2 separate regions of the Ovis aries genome follow, and region 1 is linked to region 2. The links are chromatin contacts, called in public Hi-C maps. All regions are on one chromosome and are shown on one strand. The core of a region is the stretch at or near the end of the contact, and the rest is flanking DNA. Distances in the headings are between cores, read along the strand shown. Region 1 overlaps VWF (von Willebrand factor). Region 2 overlaps LOC132659635 (a long non-coding RNA gene).

Region 1 (3,141 bases), core at 300-2,799, 180 kb before region 2:
CCATCAGAGCACAACAGGGGCTTTGTGTGGTCCGGCTGCCAGGAGGGCGCCTACCTTCAGCAGCAGCCTCCCGCGACCGTCCCAGTCTATCTGCAGGTCCTCCCCGAAGATGAGGTGCAGGGAGGCCGTCACAGTGTGCTGGATCCGGAGGTCACCTGGAACCAAGCAAGGTTGGGATTCAGGCTTGGGGTACGGCCAGGGCAGAGGGCAGCAGGCAGATGGGTTGTAGAGAGAGGTGGGCTTTGTCACAGAGCACTGTGGCAATGAAAGCAGTCAATTAGGGGGCAGCTGGGGGTGGCCATGAGGCTTACAGAGGGTCTCAGAGGAAAGGTGGATCAGGGTGGGTGCAGCGCAAACTGGGCTCCACGTAGAAGAAGGTGCCTCTGCATCGCTCCAGTAGCCTGCCATTTCCCACACTGCCACGAGGGGGCAGTAGAGGCTCCTGCATCCTCAGCTTATACACATGCCCTGAGCCAGGACGGGTTTTTCACTGAACCTCTTCTAAGCCCTTTATCATTCCCTGGGCTGTGGCACATGCTTCCAGGCTGAGTAACCCAGTTCTCACCGCTGAGCAATGCTGTGAGCAAAGCTAAACCTGAGGTTTTCTCTAGAGACGACGTAGGAGGCACACCTCTTATCCTAGAGAACATAGGATCTCATGGGAGACACACAGCATTAAGCACACACAGACAAGCTGTGGACCCACTGGCCCAGGTCACCCACTCTGTGCAACAGGGGGATGCTGAGCCATGAGGTGGCCAGTGGTCACAAGGAAGAGGGGCGGGGTACGGGAGCCCCTTTGAGAGTGAAGGTTGGAATCATACTGTGGGTAATGGTGCATTGCCGCCTGGCAAAGTCACTGAGCAGGGAGCTTTTCCCAGAGGTCACAGGGTCACCTGGCTTTGCCCCATGATGTCTTGGGGTCTGACCCATCACCAGCCACCCCGCCATCATTCAGCTCATCCTCCTCCTCCAGGAAGCCTTCCTTTCTTGCAGCATAAATTCAGACACCAGCCTGTCCTCCAACAATAGCACTCCTTCACAGTCTCACAGAAGAGGCGGCAGTGAGGGGTGGGGGCGCTGAGGGCGAGCTGGGTGGGGGCCTCCAGGGGAGGAGGGCGCCCACCTTGCAGGAGGGGAATCTGGACGTCCTGGCCATCCAGGGCGACTCCACCCCCGTGCTTCAGCTTCAGGAGGCCGTGGTGCGGGCTGGGCAGGCGGACGGTGACGGAGCGGGTGCAGACCGCATCAGGGTCGTCAGCACACTGCCAGGAGGGGCGTGCAGAGGGGTGTCACCACCACCCCCAGCCCAGCCCCCAGCCCATGCACTCAGGGAAAGACCCCAACCAGGCAGCCTCAGCTTCGCTCACTCGGAACCACTCTCTCCTCAAGACTCTAGGCCCAAAGGGAATCAGGGACCCGGATCCTCAAGGAGCCCTGGGCGCCCTGTCTGTCCTCCTCTTTGCTGGGTGGTCCAGAAAAAAGAAGTACACATGGAGTCACCTTGGCCCTCATCCCCGTCGGCACCCCGGGGCTGCCTGGCGGGCTCACCTGAACAGTCTCTATGATGACGGAGAAGGAGTGGTCCTGGCAGTCCTGGGCCAGCAGGTACTGGCAGACCCCGCTGAAGGTGAAGTGCCTGTCATCAAAGCTCTTGAAGTGGGATTGTCCTGTGATGAGACACTCTCCTGGGGGGACAGGGGGAGGGGAGAGTGGGTATCCCAGTGGGTTCCCTGCGGGACAGGGGGAGGGGAGAGGGGGTGTCCCAGTGGGTCCCCTGGGGCTGTCCCAGTGGGGGGCACTTCCTGGGTTTCTGTCCACCACGGTCTAGAGAGGGGCCCCACAGGAGGACTCTACTCAGGCCCCACTTCTCTGGCCATGGGAGGTCAAGGCCCAGTGGGTCAGTCCTGAGCCTCAGGGTGTGAAGTCACACCCAGGGGGCTGGGCTGCGGGGGGTGGTGACGCTGGGTGGTGACACTGGGTCAGAAGCTAGGGTGAGCTCCAGCTCTGGACTCTGGGCTCACTCTGGCTCCCAGCCCTCCCCACTGCCTCCCTGGGTTCTGCTCTGCTGGGGTCAGAAGCCCTTCTCTGCACTGTTATCATGGGGGCTCCCCGCAACCAGGAGAGTCCCTGAGGGCGAGAAGGCAGAAAGCCAGCCCAGAACAGTGATGGGGCCAGCAGTCCAGGGGCCGGGATGCTGTCCTCACCCCCTACCCAGCCGAGGGGCAGTTCTCAGGCTTCTTCATGGGCAAATCCCTGCTGGGACTTCAGCGGGGCCAGTGGGGGCCCAGGACACCATCTGCCCACTATCTCACCACCGCCCGAGCCAGCTCCCCAGCCAGGCTGACACAGCTGGGGGTGGCAGCGAGGACTCCCCAGCATCACCCTGCAGCTCCAGCCCTCGACTTGCCCCAGATCCAACCGCTATTCTGTCCTCCCCAGGCCCCAGATCAGCCCATGGTGCAGGCCCAACACACCCTGGACCACAGACCATCTGTGGGGGGCAAGGGGGCTCTGCCATCATCTCCAGTGACGCCTGCTGGCCCCGCCCCACTCAGGGCATCCCCATCTTGGGGCCCACAATGGCCCCACTGAAGCCCAAGCAGTGTCTGGAGTCCTTCCCAGCACCCCTCTCCGCGTCCCGTCTCCACCTTCTCCTCTACAGACAAATAACCAGGGACACAAGCCATGGCTGTTCCACAAAGTGGGAGCCCTCCTTCCCGGCCCTGTCACCCCCAGCCTGCAAACAGCAAAGACTCATCCTCCACGGCAGGGATCTGCTCTGCACCCCAAGTTCCCCCTAAGTGGGCCCTACAGCCAGCTCCATCTCCAGGGGCTGATGCTGGGCCCTGTCACACAGTCAGGAGTCCCCAAAGGCCTAAGGCGGAGGGGGATGGGGGTGCCAGCTGCCCACCTGTCAAAGACCAGGCTTATCAGCCCCTGACTACCACCTCATGCCTATATCTGCACTGAAAGGCACAGCGGGCATGGGGTGGGACCCCAACTTGGGGTCTCCAGGTGTGGCCCTGCCCTTGGAAGTCAGGGGGAGGGCAAGTAGCCCCCAGACCTCCATTAAAACCCTTAATCAGAGACTTCCCTGGCGGTCCAGTGGCTAAAACTCCACTCCCAGTCAGTGCAGGG
Region 2 (3,169 bases), core at 523-3,022:
TGCGATGAAATAAAATTCAAATTCTAAAGCACGTCATAATTTAAACATTTTTCTTTGTCCTTTTGGGTTCCTTCCTCCCCTTTTTGCATATGTGTTTGTGCGTACATGTGTGATGTCTCCGCATTAACCCAACCTCCTCTTCGATCATGATCTTTCTTAATCTCATAAAGGGCTGCAATTCCTTAAGAGATAAACTTCTTTCTTAATCTTGTAAGATGATAATCCATGACTGTGCTTCATGCCTGTGGATCTGGATCATGTAAACTGTCAATAACCTGTCATTTAATGTACAGCCCCCTCTCTCAAACCTTGTTACACAACCGCGTGTTGGCCTCTAACAGGCCAAGTGAAGTGAAGTCACTCAGTTGTGTCTGACTCTTTGCAACCCACAGACTAGAGCCTACCAGGTCTCCTGTCCATGGGATTTTCCAGGCAAGAGTACTGGAGTGGGTTGCCATTTCTTTCTCCAAGGCATCTTCCCGACCCAGGAATTGAACCCAGGCCTCCCACATTACATGCAGACACTTTACCCTCTGAGCCACCAGGGAAGCCCCTAACAGGCCAAACAGTTCTCAAAGCTTTCTGAGAGGCTGTTCTCAGGATATAACGCCTCAGTTTGGCACCAAATGGGAGATAAAAATCTCCCATTTCTTTCTTAGATGGGCCAGTTAATTTTTGTGTTGACACCTGCACCTCACCAATATTTGAAGTCAGTCTCATGCATGCAGCCTCTGAATTCAAGAGGTCTGGATTTAACTCCCACACACTGCTTCCTAGCTGTGTGATCTTGGGCAAGTTACCTAACTTCTCTGAGCATGTTTCCCCAGCCCCCATATGAGGATAAGAGTAGTGTTTGTGTCTTAGTGCAATTGTGAGAATCAAGCAATCCACGAAGAACACGCAGGGGCACACAGTAAGTACCCCACAAAGATGAGCTATTAGGCATATATATTATTTATTATACATAATGGCAGACTAGGTGCCAGGAACAATTTTAAGCACTTTCCACGGGCTGGTGAGTAGGAGGTCCCGATTCAGGAGCTCGGTCTCCCCTCTGGGGCCTTAGGACAAGTCACCTCCCTGCCTGGGCTGGATCGCCCACGCGAGGCCGGGGCCCAGGCTCCGCGAGGTCTAGGGCAGCTCTGACCCCCAAGGTCTGAGTCAGACCCTCTCCGGGCACCGGGCATCGGGCACCAGGTTGGGAAGAGGCGGAAACAGCCTGCGCGCCAAGGAACGGGGTAGGTTTACTGCGTGCGGCTTTGGCGGCAGGGCGGGGTGACCCTGTTCTCTGCGCCGCCGCCTGCAGCCCACCGCACCCGGAGCATCTTAGCGGACCCCACCGGCCTGGCGGGAGCGGCTCCCCAGGGAAGCCCCCTCCTCTGGCCCCGCAGGCAAGACCACCGCCCACCCCGAGCCAGGGGCAGCGCCTCTGCGGCTCCCAAGCTGGCACCCGCCGCCCTGGATCATCAGCCCCGGTCGAGCGCGGAGTCTCCTCCCGAAGCCCCGGCCCCGAAGATGAAGACGCTGAGAGCGAGACTCAGGGCGCCCCCGCTTCGGGAAGGCCCGGGCCCTGCCGCTTGCAGGGCGGCGCCCCCGGGGCCCCTCCCTAGGGTCAGCTCCGGGCGGCTGCCGGGGCGCGGCGGGAGCGGGAAGCCGGAGGACGGCTGACTCATCTTCCCTCCCTCCCTCCCGCCGCCGTGAGTCACCCGCCCGCCCGGAGACCCGCTCCCTCCGCCCCCGCGGCGCCCCCTCGTGGCCACCGGGAAGCCCTGCCGCCCCTGCGCCCCTCCCCGCGCCCTGGGCCCCGCCCACTCCCAGCCCCTGCCCTGCCCCTCCTCTCCCTCGGCTGCTCCACCAGACGCCCTCTGTGCCTCAGTTCAGTTCAGTTCAGCCGCTCAGTTGTGTCCACTATTTGCGACCCCATGGACTGCAGCACGCCAGGCCTCCCTGTCCATCACCAACTCCCGGAATTTACTCAAGCTCATATCCATTGAGTCGGTCATGCCATCCAGCCATCTCATCTTCTGTCGCCCCTTCTCCTGCCCTCAATCTTTCCCAGCATCAGGGTCTTTTCCAATGAGTCAGTTCTTTGCATCAGGTGGCCAAAGTATTGGAGTTTCAGCTTCAGCATCAGTCCTTCCAATGAATATTCAGGACTGATCTCCTTTAGGATGGACTGGTTGGATCTCCTTGCAGTGCAAGGGACCCTCAAGAGTCTTCAACACCACAGTTCACATCAGTTCTTGTGCGTCTTGTGCGCTCAGCTTTCTTTATAGTCCAACTCTCACGTCCATACATGACTACTGGAAAGACCATAGCTTTGACTAGTCGGACCTTTGTTGGCAAAGTAATGTCTCTGCTTTTTAATATGCTATCTAGGTTGGTCGTAACTTTTCTTCCAAGGAGCAAGCGTCTTTTAATTTCATGGCTGCAATCAGTCTACAGTGATTTTGGTGCCCCCTTGGAGCCCCCCAAAATAAAGTCTACCACTGTTTCCATTGTTTCCCCATCTATTTGCCATGAAGTGATGGGACCAGATGTCATGATCTCAGTTTTCTGGTGGCTCAGCTGGTGAAGAACCTGCCTGCAATGCGGGAGACCTGGGTTGGATCCCTGGGTTGGGAAGAACCCCTGGAGAAGGGAAAGGCTACCCACTCCAGTATTCTGGCCTAGAAAATTCCATGGACTGTATAGTCCATGGGGTCATTAAGAGCCAGACACGACTGAGCAACTCTGTGCTTAGTTTATGCGTTTATTTCACACTCACAGCCACCCTGGAGGAGGCAGGTGCCATTATGCACCCAAACTCAGAGAAGGAAAGGAAGACTTAGGTCACTGTATAATGACAATTTGTAGACCACTTATTTAAGCAACACGTTAATTCCACAGCAATTGGGGAATGAGAGATTATCCCCCCACCCTTTACAGGTCAGCTAACAGGAAAAGTCTCAGGAAAGGTAAACGCTTACTGTCATCCTCTAGCCTCTTGGCCACTCCCCCTCCTTCCCTGAAGACTGGGCTCCTGGCCCCAGGCTTGCTCTTCCCAGAAACTACTCACTCTACCAGGCGGCATCCATGCAAAAGACTTACCCATCACCGTGGCCTCTGATCCGGGTCCTCTTCCTCCCCCGTGATGAAAATTCTGACTCAGGCTAACACAGATGAACCT

The links. Hi-C and Micro-C count contacts between places; a contact is called where the count stands out from the background.
Region 1: a contact with region 2 is called in a Hi-C map of tail adipose tissue, with 10 times the contacts expected there. The contact joins two enhancer-like sites. A contact is called at or near these places in 15 of 16 Hi-C or Micro-C datasets (blood, hypothalamus, liver and 7 more).

The regions. Positions count from the first base shown.
Region 1 is chr3:210,090,354-210,093,494 of ARS-UI_Ramb_v3.0, reverse strand. It overlaps VWF (von Willebrand factor), which reads right to left. Exons shown (of 52, transcript XM_027967983.2): 11 at 1,552-1,688; 12 at 1,127-1,265; 13 at 55-155. Among named protein-coding and RNA genes, the nearest start is that of VWF, 39 kb to the right of the region's middle. Within about 2 kb of position 1,549, at least 25 of the 54 cell types and tissues checked have an H3K27ac peak or open chromatin away from gene starts, as enhancers often do.
Region 2 is chr3:209,913,019-209,916,187 of ARS-UI_Ramb_v3.0, reverse strand. It overlaps LOC132659635 (a long non-coding RNA gene), which reads left to right. Exons shown (of 3, transcript XR_009600295.1): 3 at 1-3,124. Among named protein-coding and RNA genes, the nearest start is that of PLEKHG6, 26 kb to the right of the region's middle. Within about 2 kb of position 1,772, at least 40 of the 54 cell types and tissues checked have an H3K27ac peak or open chromatin away from gene starts, as enhancers often do.